Linked DNA regions of Pan troglodytes: region 1 is linked to region 2. Evidence: chromatin contacts called from public HiChIP or PLAC-seq data. All regions are on one chromosome and are shown on one strand. Each heading gives the region's core, a stretch centred on a gene start, on an enhancer-like site or on the middle of the called end of the contact. The rest is flanking DNA. Distances are from core to core; before and after follow the strand shown. Region 1 holds the start of TRAPPC3 (trafficking protein particle complex subunit 3). Region 2 holds the start of LSM10 (LSM10, U7 small nuclear RNA associated).

The links. HiChIP or PLAC-seq counts read pairs in DNA pulled down with a chosen protein or histone mark.
Region 1: a contact with region 2 is called in an H3K4me3 HiChIP or PLAC-seq map of stem cell-derived excitatory neurons, with 4 times the contacts expected there. The contact joins the promoter of TRAPPC3 here to the promoter of LSM10 in region 2. A contact is called at or near these places in 1 of 7 Hi-C or Micro-C datasets (stem cell-derived neural progenitor cells) and 1 of 1 datasets of contacts at active chromatin or transcription factors (stem cell-derived excitatory neurons).

Annotation. Positions count from the first base shown.
Region 1 is chr1:194,834,491-194,840,475 of NHGRI_mPanTro3-v2.0_pri, forward strand. It overlaps TRAPPC3 (trafficking protein particle complex subunit 3), which reads left to right and starts at 2,914. Exons shown (of 5, transcript XM_063782672.1): 1 at 2,914-3,155. It overlaps MAP7D1 (MAP7 domain containing 1), which reads right to left and starts at 2,721. Exons shown (of 17, transcript XM_063782668.1): 1 at 2,580-2,721. The coding sequence starts at 2,625.
Region 2 is chr1:194,590,635-194,596,407 of NHGRI_mPanTro3-v2.0_pri, forward strand. It overlaps LSM10 (LSM10, U7 small nuclear RNA associated), which reads left to right and starts at 3,310. Exons shown (of 2, transcript XM_513319.7): 1 at 3,310-3,505.

The DNA.
Region 1 (5,985 bases), core at 1,664-4,163, 240 kb after region 2:
AAATAACAAATGGCTAGCACTTATTGGGCACTGGCTATGTGCCAGGGCCTAGTCTAAGTGTTTTCTGTTTTCATCTAATTTAAGGATGCCAATGTCTCTATGAGATAATTTCTAGCATTATTCTCATTTTACAGATGAGCAAACTTAAGACTTAGGTTAAGCAACTTACTGAGGTCACACAGAGGTAAGTTACGAAGTGGAGACTTAAACCGTTTAATTCCAGAATCTACACTCTTAAACAAATTGACTTCCAATTCCTGCTCCCACCCTCCCCTATATTTCATACCTCCCTGCTGGCACCGGTTGCAGAAGCATAACCACAATAATGGTAATAACACTTTATTGCAGGTGTCTGGTGTCTGCGTGCCAGATTCCTTGAGTTAAATCATCTCTAACCCTCACATTAACCCCACAAGGTTGACAACACTGCCCCCATTTTCCAGGGGCAGAAACTGTGGCTCCAGGAGGTAAGTCACTTGCTCCAGTCCAGTAGCCAGTACATGGCTAACTGGGATTTCCATCCAGGTTTTCTGACCTGAAAGTGGTCCCCACACTTGTCCTCTACTCCACGCCACCCCCTGTTACTGCTCAGTGTCCAAGTGCAAAAAGGAACTCAGAGGGAGCAGGGTTCGTGTCACATGCTCTCGGATTGTCAGGCCCATGCCTCAGACTATCACAGGGCACATGCTGTGAGCACATTTACTCCCAGAAAGCCCCACAGAGGACTCCTGTCACCTTTGACTATTCTGTGTGGGGAACTGCCACCATCCTGATCCAGGTTCTTATGTGACTCCATCTAGATCCCTGTGTATAGAAGAGTCCTCCCAATGCAAGAAGCCTATATGCAGTCTGCCCACCAGCCCCTGACGCAGCCCTCCCCGCCCACCGAACATCCCCCCTGCCCCTAGGAGAGCCAAGCATCTCACCCATGCTCTCATATTCAGTCTAGGCATCCTACCCAAGTACCCTAATTATAAACTAGCCACCAGCTCAGGCTCTGTATCCCAGTCACCACCCCCATTCAGGCCCCCAACTATACACCAGTGCCAGAGGCCCTCAGGTGCAGAGGGCCAGTAAGCTGAGGTTGGACTCAGGCTGGGCCTCCCTGGGTGTCCCCTCTCAGGTTCAGTCAAACCAGGACAGACCCAGCCACCCTTGTTTCCAGCCCAGCCTACAAGCCTCCTGAAACCCACCAGTCTGATGGTAGCCTCCCCTCCCTGTTCTCCCAGGTCCCACACCCAGACAGTCCCCTAGAAGCATCCTCGCTGGCATGGGGAGGAGCCCACCCACAGCCCATCGGCCCCACCTTATCCTGGGCTCTCCGCACCCACACGAACTGTTTCATCCTGTGCCCACACCCCAAGGGGCAGGGAGGTGACAGGATTAGGCTCAGGACTCCATGGGGGTGTGGGGATGGGGCCACCTCCCCCCTGAGTCAATGGGAACAGAACTTGGGTCCTCAGTAATCATGTTCTTCCCTCCCCTTCCAGGAAGAAAGAGAAATCGCCTCCCTCCAAAACCAAGCCCAACCAGAAACCTGTCCCCACCCCCTCATCAGCTGCTCCCAGATCCGAATGGGATTTGCAGAAGTCCTGAGCACTGGTGGTTGGTGGGGTGAGGGAGGGGAGGGGAGCTTTGGTGGTCTAAGGTGTGGGCAGAAAGAGAGAAAAAAAGAGAGTAAGGGGGGAGGTATCAAAGCCTCAGGCTGGGGAATGATGTGGCAGGTCCAGGGAGTGCCGGCTTGGAGCCTTTACCTCATTCTCGAGTGGGAGATTCGGGCCCAGAGAGGCTGGGAAGGAGGGCAGGCAGGAGAAGCAGATTTTCTTCTGTCTCCCTCCTCCCCGAATCAGGCTGGGTGGGCTCGAGTAGGCCTGGCTGCAGGGGAGGCGGCCCACTCCCCAGCTCCCGCCCTCGCCCCAAACAATGCCGCCTCCCCCTCCCCCTCGCCTTTATCCGGCGGGTTACTTGGCAGCAGCGGCTAGAGACCTCCCTCTCCCCTCCCCTCCCTCCTTTCCCCTCCCCGCCGGCCCGCAGCAGCAACAGGCCCTTTGCGCGGCAGCTGGACGGATGGGGTGGGGGTGAGGTCTGGGCCAGGGCCTGAGGGTACGGGCACTAAGGCCGAGGCGTCGGTATGCAGGGCCCAGGCCTGAGAATATGGACCCCCGACACCCTCAGGCTGGGGTCACATGTGCCACGGGGGATGGGGAAGGGGACGGAAGCCCTAGCTCAGTAGAAGAGGATCTTCAAGGCCCGGGGTGGATCGGGAAGGGACGTGGGGGCGGGGAAGCTGAGATGGCACTAAGCTGGGGCAGAAGGGTCACCCCAACAACTCCCGCGCGGGGTCCCTGCGGCTCCCGACGCCCGATGCGTCCGGCACCCGGGGTGGGGGAGGGGGCAGCTGTCAGAGGATGCATCGCGAGCCTGGAGCCGCCGCCGCCGCAGCCTTTATTTTTAAACTTCCAAGTGGTCAGAGGGCGCGGCAGCGGAGGGGTCCCCGCCCAGCCGGCCGGCCTCATCCTCGGCCGCCCTGCAGCCCCTCCATCTACCCCCATCTCGCCTCCGCGTGGCTCCCGGCATACCTGGGGGTGCGCCCGCCCCCAGCTCCGCACGCGGGCCGCTCTCCATGGCTGCGGCGTCACTGGGGGTCTCGGGGTCTCAGCGGCGGCGGCGGCGGCGGCCAGTGGCCAGGACAGGGGTCCCGCGGCGCATCACGCCCGGCCCGGCCCGGCAAGTAGCGACTCGGAGGCGGGGGCGCTCCGGGGAAGGTCGAGGCAGGTGGCCCGCGAGGCTCGGAGGTGCCGGTCGCCCGGGGTCTCTCGGCTGCGGTCGCGAACCAGTTCCCTGCCCGGCGCCGGCCCAGTCCCGGCCTCGGCCCAACCCTATTGTACCGCCCGGGCTGGGCCTGGCCTCTCGCTGGCGCGTACCAAGTTCGAGGCGGGGGGGTCCACCCCAGCAGCGCCCCGGGACCCAGCCCCCCGCGCCCGCGCCGTCCGCGCCGTTCGCGCCGCCCTCGCCCCGGAGCCCCGCGCCCGCAGCCTCCCGGCGCCTCTCCCACGGCCACGGCCGAGCGGGTTCCACGGCTCCAGGAGTTCGCCGCGCTAGCTGCCTCCCCCTGCGTCCGCGTCTTGGTACGCGCCGCAGCGCCTGAGGACTAAGTAGGGAGCGCTCGGGTGACTCACCCGCCGCGGGGACTGGGGGAGAGGGGGAGCAGGGCTGGGACTCCCCTTTCCCACCCTGGAGTTTGGGGGCTCTGGCACTGGGGCTGAGAGGGCAGCTTCGAGTCCAAATTCTCGCTCAAACCCACCTAAACCAAAGCGGCCCGGGGGACGTCGGGAGGCATGAAGGAGAGTCACAAGGAGACCCCTGAAAGGGTTTCGCTTTCTCTCCCCTGCTGATGGCTGGGCTGGGGACAGGTCTGGGAGCCTTGCTGCCGCCCTTGCTCCGGCATTCTGGGCTTGTGTCTTCCCTGCTCCTCTGGGGGTAATTACAGCCCTGCGCAGCTGCCTTACCCAGGTCTCTAATCTGCTGGGTCCCTCCCGGCTCCAAACTGGGTGGTCCTAGCCCTGGACCTCGCCCACCCCCACCAGACGACCCCGCCAATCACCCCAGAAGGATTTTCTCCCCGTGGTCTGTCGATGAGGGGGTGGTGACCCCCTCCAGAATCCACTCCCCAAAGTAGCCCTGCTTCCCAGCCCTCCAGAATGGACTCCCAGCCCCCTTGTTGGTGCCAGCTGGGGTGAGGGCTTCAAGCCAAGCCAGGCCCAGCCCGGGGCAGAGTGGGGAGCTTGCTGGGAAGGTGGATGGATGATGGTGCTGCTGCAGGGACTTGGGTTGGGGGGGAGGAGGAGGGGCAGCTGTGCCCTGCCCACCCTGACCCTGCCCTTTGTCCTGACTTCTAGAAGGTCAGTTCTCTAGTTCTTCATTGTCCAGAGATTAGGCCCAGTGAGATACTGTCCCCCTTGCCCCCTTCCCTCCAGTGTCTCCTTCCTTTAAGCAGCTCCAGAAAGCGGCCATTTGGAGGGATAGAGTGGGAAACAAAAGGGTCAGGGGCTCAGGCAACCTGGGAGCAGCCTGTCCTGGGATGTGTGCGTATCTGGGGGCTTGGACACTCTTGGGAAGGCCTGGGAAGGGAATAGTGTCTGGCCCAAAAACGTTAGAAAAGGATGATGATAGAAGGGCGGCAACTGGAGCCAGTAACCTTGAGCTAGTGACTTAACTTTTCTAAAATCTAATTTGCTCTCTTACAAAATCAGAAAAATAATAGTGCCATGAGGTATCTTGGGGTCTTTGTAAAGATTAAATAAGGCAATGGAAATGAAGTGCTGAGCACAGAACCTGGCATCTAGAAAGTGCTCAGTAAACAAGTATAATGGTGATGAAGGCATTGATGAGTAAAAGTGGAAGGACGAGGAGCAGATCCCCCATCTTTGTGTCAGTCATCTTATCTGCAGGGTGGGGGGACTGCGGGGATGACGGAGTTCATGACAGTCCTTTGTGAGATCAGGGGCCTCACAGCCTGCCTCTTCCAGAGCTGGACAGGCCAGACCTGACTCAGGCAGTGACCAGACTCAGGAGAATTCAGGAACACGTATGGGGAGAGCCCTCTGGGATGGTTCTTCTCCCACCTCCCACCCCTTGTCTTGAGATTACTGCAGGGATGGAGATGGATGGATGGATGGATGGGAGTCGCGAGATACCCACATTGGCTACGGCTCAAGACTAGTGGCTGGCTGTGGTGGCTCACACTGTAATCCCAGCAATTTGGGAGGCCAAGGTGGGAGGATCCTTGAAGTCAGGAGTTCGAGATCAGCCTGGCCAACATGGTGAAACCCTGTCTCTGCCAAAAATACAAAAGTTAGCCAGGTGTGGTGGTGGGTGCCTGTAATCCCAGCTACTCCAGAGGCTGAGGCAGGAGAATCGTTTGAACCCCAGAGGCGGAGGTTGCAGTGAGCCAAGATCATGCCACTGCACTTCAGCCTGAGCAACAGAATGAGACCCTGCCACAACAAAACAAACAAACAGCCAAACAAACAAAAGGAATAGTGGAGGTGGAAATGGCAGCTAAAAATGAACAGATAGGCCAGGGACAGCCCACGTAGGAGGACTTGAATGCCAAATGCTTGGAAACGAGCATGGGGAGCTGTTGAAGATTATGGGGTTTTTCAGTAGAGGAAGGGTGAGCAGACTTTAGAACTGGAAATCTATTGTCTTTGGGATTGACTGTGGGGAGCTCACTAAAAAGAGCGCCTGGTATTAGCCTACGTCAGGGGGTTCTCAACCAAGGGCAATTTTGCCCCCCAGGAGACATTTAGCCATGTTTAGAGACATACGGCGGTGGGCGGGGGGTGTGTCTCTAAACATGGCAGCTACCGCGTAGAAGCCAGGGATGCTGCTTACCATCCTACATTGCGTAGGACCATCCTCACAATAAGGAATTCTCAGGTGCAAAATGTCAGTAGTGCTAAGGTTGAGGAACCCTTCCCTAGCTTGAGGGTGAGGCACTCACAAGATGTTGGTGCTAGAGACCAGCAGAGCATCTGGGAGTTAGGCAGCTTAAACGACAGTTCTCCTGGCCAGACCCGAAGGTTTCCTGTGCTGCTGATGAGTCCACAGGGAGTGTGGGGAGGATGGCTGAGGAGGGGCCTGGAGAGCACCCGTGTTCCGTGATTGAGGCAGTCGGTGGACAGAGGAAGTGGACTCCTCTCCATTCTCCTCCTCACTGGCCAGGATCCCTGGCAGATTCCAGGCCCCAGCAACCAAGAGGGTTAAGAGTGTCTCTCTCTGAGTTTGGGGCTAGGTAACGCTGCATGGGGCACCACAAATAGACATCCCAGAGAAGGAGCAAGTAGGGTACTTGCTGAAACCCTAACGTAAGAAGCTGAAGTCCCAACAGCATTCCCTGCAGTCTTTGGCGAGCGACAGGGACCTCTGGACCAGGGCAGTCTCCTCAGGGCAGGAGGAGATCGTGGCCCAGGGCGGTCTCCT
Region 2 (5,773 bases), core at 2,060-4,559:
CTCCACCAGCGGGTAGCTGTGCCACATGACAGGAAGCGGTGGCTGGGCCTAGCCAGCCCAGGAACCACGGGCCAGAGCAGGGCAGCACTCAGCGGTAGGACTGAAAGAGCTGTAACACATATGGACTGAAACACGCCCCCGCCCCCCAAGATGCCCCGCCCCTGCTCCTCGTGTGGTGAAGAGCTGCAGCCCTTCTTGGGGCCCAGACCTCCGGGCTCCACAAGCCAGGGCTGTGACACACTGTAACACCCTCTTTGTGGCTCTGTGGTTCCTGGTGTCTCTGAGCTTTCGGCCACCACTGTGTTCCCCTTGTCCAGATGCTGGTGCCCACAGCAGAAGCCACTTACCGTATGTCTGGTCCAGCCGCAGCCTTGCACAGAGCCAAAGCCTGTGCCGGCGCCTGGAGCTGCCAGTGCTGGCCCTTGGAGCTGCCCACCCGCTGCAGCAGCCGGCCTATCTGGCTGTGTGCAGTGGTCGGACCCTGTGCTCACTCGCTCACACATCCCTCACTGCTCCACACCTGGCACGCCTTTGGCAGGCGTGGGATCCGAGCCCGCAGTGCAAGCTGAGCCCAGCCTGCCAGACTGAGCGGGCAGAACGAGCCCAGCAGGCACAAGCAAAAGTCAAGCACAGGCGCTGCTAGCCACAGAGGTTTCCGGATGGCAGAGTGACACCCTAAGGTTCTTGTGACAGCTGGGACTATAGGCGCACCCATTACACCCAGCTAATTTTTTTGTTTGTTTGTTTGTTTGTTTGTTTTGAGACGGAGTCTCACTCTGTCGCCCAGGCTGGAGTGCAGTGGCGCGATCTCAGCTCACTGCAAGCTCCGCCTCCCGGGTTCACGCCATTCTCCTGCCTCAACCTCCCGAGTAGCTGGGACTACAGACGCCCGCCGCCATGTCCGGCTAATTTTTTGTATTTTTAGTAGAGACAGGGTTTCACCGTGTTAGCCAGGATGGTCTCCATCTCCTGACCTCGTGATCCGCCCACCTCGGCCTCCCAAAGTGCTGGGATTATAGGCGTGAGCCACCGCGCCCGGCCACACCCAGCTAATTTCTTAAAACATTTTTGGCCGGGCTCAGTGGCTCACGCCTGTAATCCCAGCACTTTGGGAGGCCGAGGCGGGCAGATCACCTGAGGTCGGGAGTTCGACACCAGCCTGACCGAGATGGAGAAACCCCGTCACTACTAAAAATACAAAAATTAGCCGGATGTGGTGGTGCACACCTGTAATCCCAGCTACTTGGGAGGCTGAGGCAGGAGAATTGCTTCAACCTGGGAGGCGGAGGTTGTAAGCCGAGATCAGGCCATTGCACTCCAGCCTGGGCAACAAGAGCGAAACTCCATCTCAAAAACAAAAAAAAATTTAGAGATGGGGTCTCACTATGTTGCCCAGGCTGGTCTCAAACTCCTGAGCTTAAACAGTCCTCTTGCCTTGGCCTCCCAAAGTGTTGGGATTACAGGTGTGAGCCACCACCCCCAGCCAAGAAGCCTAATTTACTGAGCTTCTTCTCTGTGCCAGATGCTTTCACACATTAATGAAGGTCACTTAAATCTTACAGTTCTCTGAGAAAGGCCTAATTTTTTGTTTTCATAACAAGCAAATTGAGGCTGAGGAAGAAAGTAATTTTTCCAAGGCTATACAGGGTGACTTTTAAAAAATGTAAATCAGGTGGGGCACAGTGGCGTGTGCCTGTAGTCCCAGCTATTCTTGAGGCTTGGGTAGGAGGATCACTTGAGCCCAGGTAGTTGAGGCTGCAGTGAGCTATGATCACATCACTGCACTCCAGCCTGGATGACAGGGTGAGAACCTGTTTCTACAAGTAAATCAAATCACGTCGCTCCCTTTCAATAGCCTGTCATAGCACTTCTAGTACTAGATGAGAAGACTGAGGCACAGAGAAGATACTAACTTGCCCAAAGTCACAATTAGCCAGGAGTAGATTTGAACCTAGGCACTGTATCCGGAGGCTGCACTCCTAACCATGAAATCTAAACTCCTTACCTTGGCTCACAAAGCCCTATATGCTCTGGCTCCTGCTTCCTCTCTGGCCTCTTGTTATACCACTCTCCCCAGCTTCCCTGGCCTTTCCTGTGTTCCTAAATTGTCAAGGTCAATTCCCCCAGGTTCTTTGCATGAACTGTGAAAAGAAAAAATTTAACTTTTAATTGGTGATTTGACTTTTTTTTGCCAAATTTGTTAAATTTGACTTTTATTTGCAACTCTAGAATCGGGCAACACTTCATTCTATAAAATGGAATGAGTGTTCAAATGAGCTGAGCAGAGGAGATTGGTTTTACAGACAGAAAAGGGCTGAGGAAAGCAGAAACAGAAAACAAAAAGATTGGTTGTTTCAAAGTTACTTTCCTTGTAACTCTGAAGGCTAAAGCAGAGGGGACTTCCTTATCCTGCCAGCTAAAACGGGATGGTTTGTAGATCTAGCTATCTCTCACTCTTCTGATTTATCGGAATATCAGATAAACAACTTAGTTTCCACCTGGTGATGTAGAACTTTAGCATGAGTGCCTCCATTTTGGTTCTGTCTGTTGGGCTTGGTGCAGGAGCCCTGTTCAAACCAATGGCCTCCAATTTTTTTTTTTTTTTTTTTTTTTTTTGAGACGGAGTCTTGCTCTGTTGCCCAGGCTGGAATGAAGTGGTACTTTCTGAGCTCACTGCAGCCTCCACTTCCTGGATTCAAGCAATTCTCCTGCCTCAGCCTCCCAAGTAGGTGGGACCAGAGGTGTACGCCACCACGGTGGGCTAATTTTTTCTATTTTTTGTAGAGACAGGGTCTCCCCATTTTGCCCAGACTGGTCTCGAACTCCTGGGCTCCAGTGATCCTTCCGCCTTGTCCTCCAAAATGCTGGGATTACAGGTGTGGGCCTCTGCACCCGGCCCTGCCTCCTATAAATTTTACTTAACAAACTGTTCCCTCTAATTGCAATGCTCCTACCAGAGTTTTCACAAGCTTGGCTTCATGTCACTAATCTCAACTCAAATGTCACCTTCTCAGGGCACCCCTGACAATCCAATAAAAGACCACCTTGTCACCATCACATCACACTTTTAATCTTCTGAAGAAATTTTTCCCGATTTTTCTTCTTTGTTTTCTTAAGACTCTCTCCCCTGCAGCGCCATCAGCTCAGGGAGCCACTTGATCTTGGTCACCGCTCTATGCCGGAGCCTGGGAAGGAGCCTGGCCCAGGTCGCCGGTTCAATGAATGCGTGCGGAATCAATGAACGACTCTAGTGAAAGAGACTCCAATGACGCAGGCCGGGATTTGCGGAGCACGAGCCCCGCGCCGCGAAGCATTCTGGGGATTGTAGTTTCTCCGTGCCGCGGTGACTCGCAGAGCACTGACGCACTCTGCGCCCGGAGGACAGAGCGGCCCGGTCGCCGGCATGGTTTCTCCGTCCTGCTGCAGCCGGCGGGAGGCAGCCAGTCCAGGCGCCCGCTAGCTTCGGCGGCGACCCAGACGCGGAAAGCGGAAGGAATGTCGCGTGGTGGGTCCGGGTCGGCGGTGCAGGGAGCCCCGGGGCGGAATGCGGGGGATGCCAGGACCTCCGGAAGGAGGTGCCGGAGCCCAGGAAGCGTTTTCTTCCCCATTTACCGAGTATAGCTCCTTTCCCCAGACCCGCTCCCGCTGCTCTGAGTAAGCAGTGCTCATCCCGTTTTACCGGTAGCTTAGCTAGCTTGGAGAAGCTAAGTGGTTTGCTAAGTGATCGCCCTCCTAGGAGGTGGCAAAGCCTGTTCTAGAACCCGGGCCTGACTCGAGGTCCGGTGACTGCTCTTTGCAGTCGCAGCAGCAGCCCCATACCTTTGCTTGATCGCAGATTCATCAGGCTGCAGCCGGGTGGCTGGTCGTTAGGCCATGCCCAGGGACCTAGCTCCCAGGCCCCCTCATCACTGGCCTAGTCTGGCTTGCCACGCTCAGTGCCACACTGCACAGCCCTGGACGGGATGCTGAGTGAGGTCGTAAAGAGAGAGCGTTCCACCCCCTTTAACTCAGGGTCTGAAAATAAGGGATAGGTAAGACATAGTGCACTAATACAGTATCAGGGCATGTTGAAATCAAAGGAGAGTACCTTCAGTGGAGTGTGATTCTGGTAGCTTTGTTTCGCCTGTAGTTTAAGAAATGTGGAAACAGGTTCAGAGACATTAACTTTTCTAGGTTTTCATAATTAGGGGTGGAGTGGGGATTCCAACCTAGGTTTCTCTACCTTCAAAACCTATGTACCTTATATAATACCGGTTGGGGGTTTTTTCCCCCAGTTCATTATCCAGATTTATTTTCTTTTTTTTTTTTCTGAGAGTCTCGCTCTGTCACCCAGGCTGGTGTGCAGTGGCACAATCTTGGCTCACTGTAACCTCTGCCTCCTGGGTTCAAGCGATTCTCCTGCTTCAGCCTCCCAAGTAGCTGAGATTACAGGTGCGCCCATGCCCAGGTAATTTTTGTATTTTTGGTAGATACTGGGTTTCACCATGTTGGCCAGGCGGGTCTTGAACTCCTGACCTCAGGTGATCCACTCGCCTTGGCCTCCCAAAATCCTGGGATTACAGGCGTGAGCCCTTGCACCCGGCCTCATTACCTTAATTTCTACTTACATAACAGCTGCATGGTGTAGACCAATAGTTCCCAGAGTGTGGGCCCCTGACCAGCAGCATCAGCATCACCTGGGAACATGTTCAAAATGACTTTATCTCTGGGCCTCACCTCAGACCTGAGTCAAACTGGGAGTGGGGCCCAGCAAGCTGAGTTAACAAGCCCCTCAGATGATTCTGATACACACTAATGTTTGAGAACTACTGGTGTCAACCAATGATTCTCAAACCTTAACGTGTATCTAATTCATGTAGGGGGTCATGTTAAAATGCAGTCTGTTTCCAGCCAGTGTGGAAGATGGCAGTGAGCCACTCAGTGAAGGAGTGGATTTTATCTCAGAACAGGCCTGGGGAGAGACCTGAGATTGCACATTTCTAACCAGTACCCCTCAGCACTTTGGAGTTATCTGGGGAGCTTTCTTTTTTCTTTTTTCTTTTTTTTTTTTTTTTGAGATGGAGTCACTCTGCTGCCCAGGCTGGAGTGCAGTGGCACGATCTCAGCTCACTGCAAGCTCTGTCTCCCAGGTTCACACCATTCTCCTGCCTCAGCCCCCCGAGTAGCTGGGACTACAGGCGCCCGCCACGCCTGGCTAATTTTTTTGTATTTTTAGTAGAGACGGGGGTTTCACCATGTTAGCCAGGATGGTCTTGATCTCCTGACCTCATGATCCGCCCGCCTCGGTCTCCCAAAGTGCTGGGATTACAGGCGTGAGCCACCGCGCCCAGCCGGGAGCTTTTACAAAATAGGATACCTGGGCCCACCCCTCTAACCAAACGAATCAGAATCTCTGGGTTGGGGAGGTTGGGTTAAAAACTCACCAGATGATTCTAATGCACACCTGGTGTGAGGTTCGGAGCCAGACGGCTATGGATTTTCTTTTTTTTTTTTTTTTTGAGACAGAGTCTCTCTGTTACTCAGGCTGGAGTGCAATGGCGTGATCTTGGCTCACTGCAGCCTCCACCTCCCGGATTCAAGCGATTCTCCTGCCTCAACCTCCAGAGCAGCTGTGATTATAGGTGCTCACCACCATGCCCGACTAATTTTTGTATTTTTAGTAGAGATGGGGTTTCACCATATTGGCCAGGCTGGTCTTGAATTCCTAGCCCCAGCGATCCACCCACCTTGGCCTCCCAAAATGCTGGGATTACAGGGGGGAGCCACCATGCCC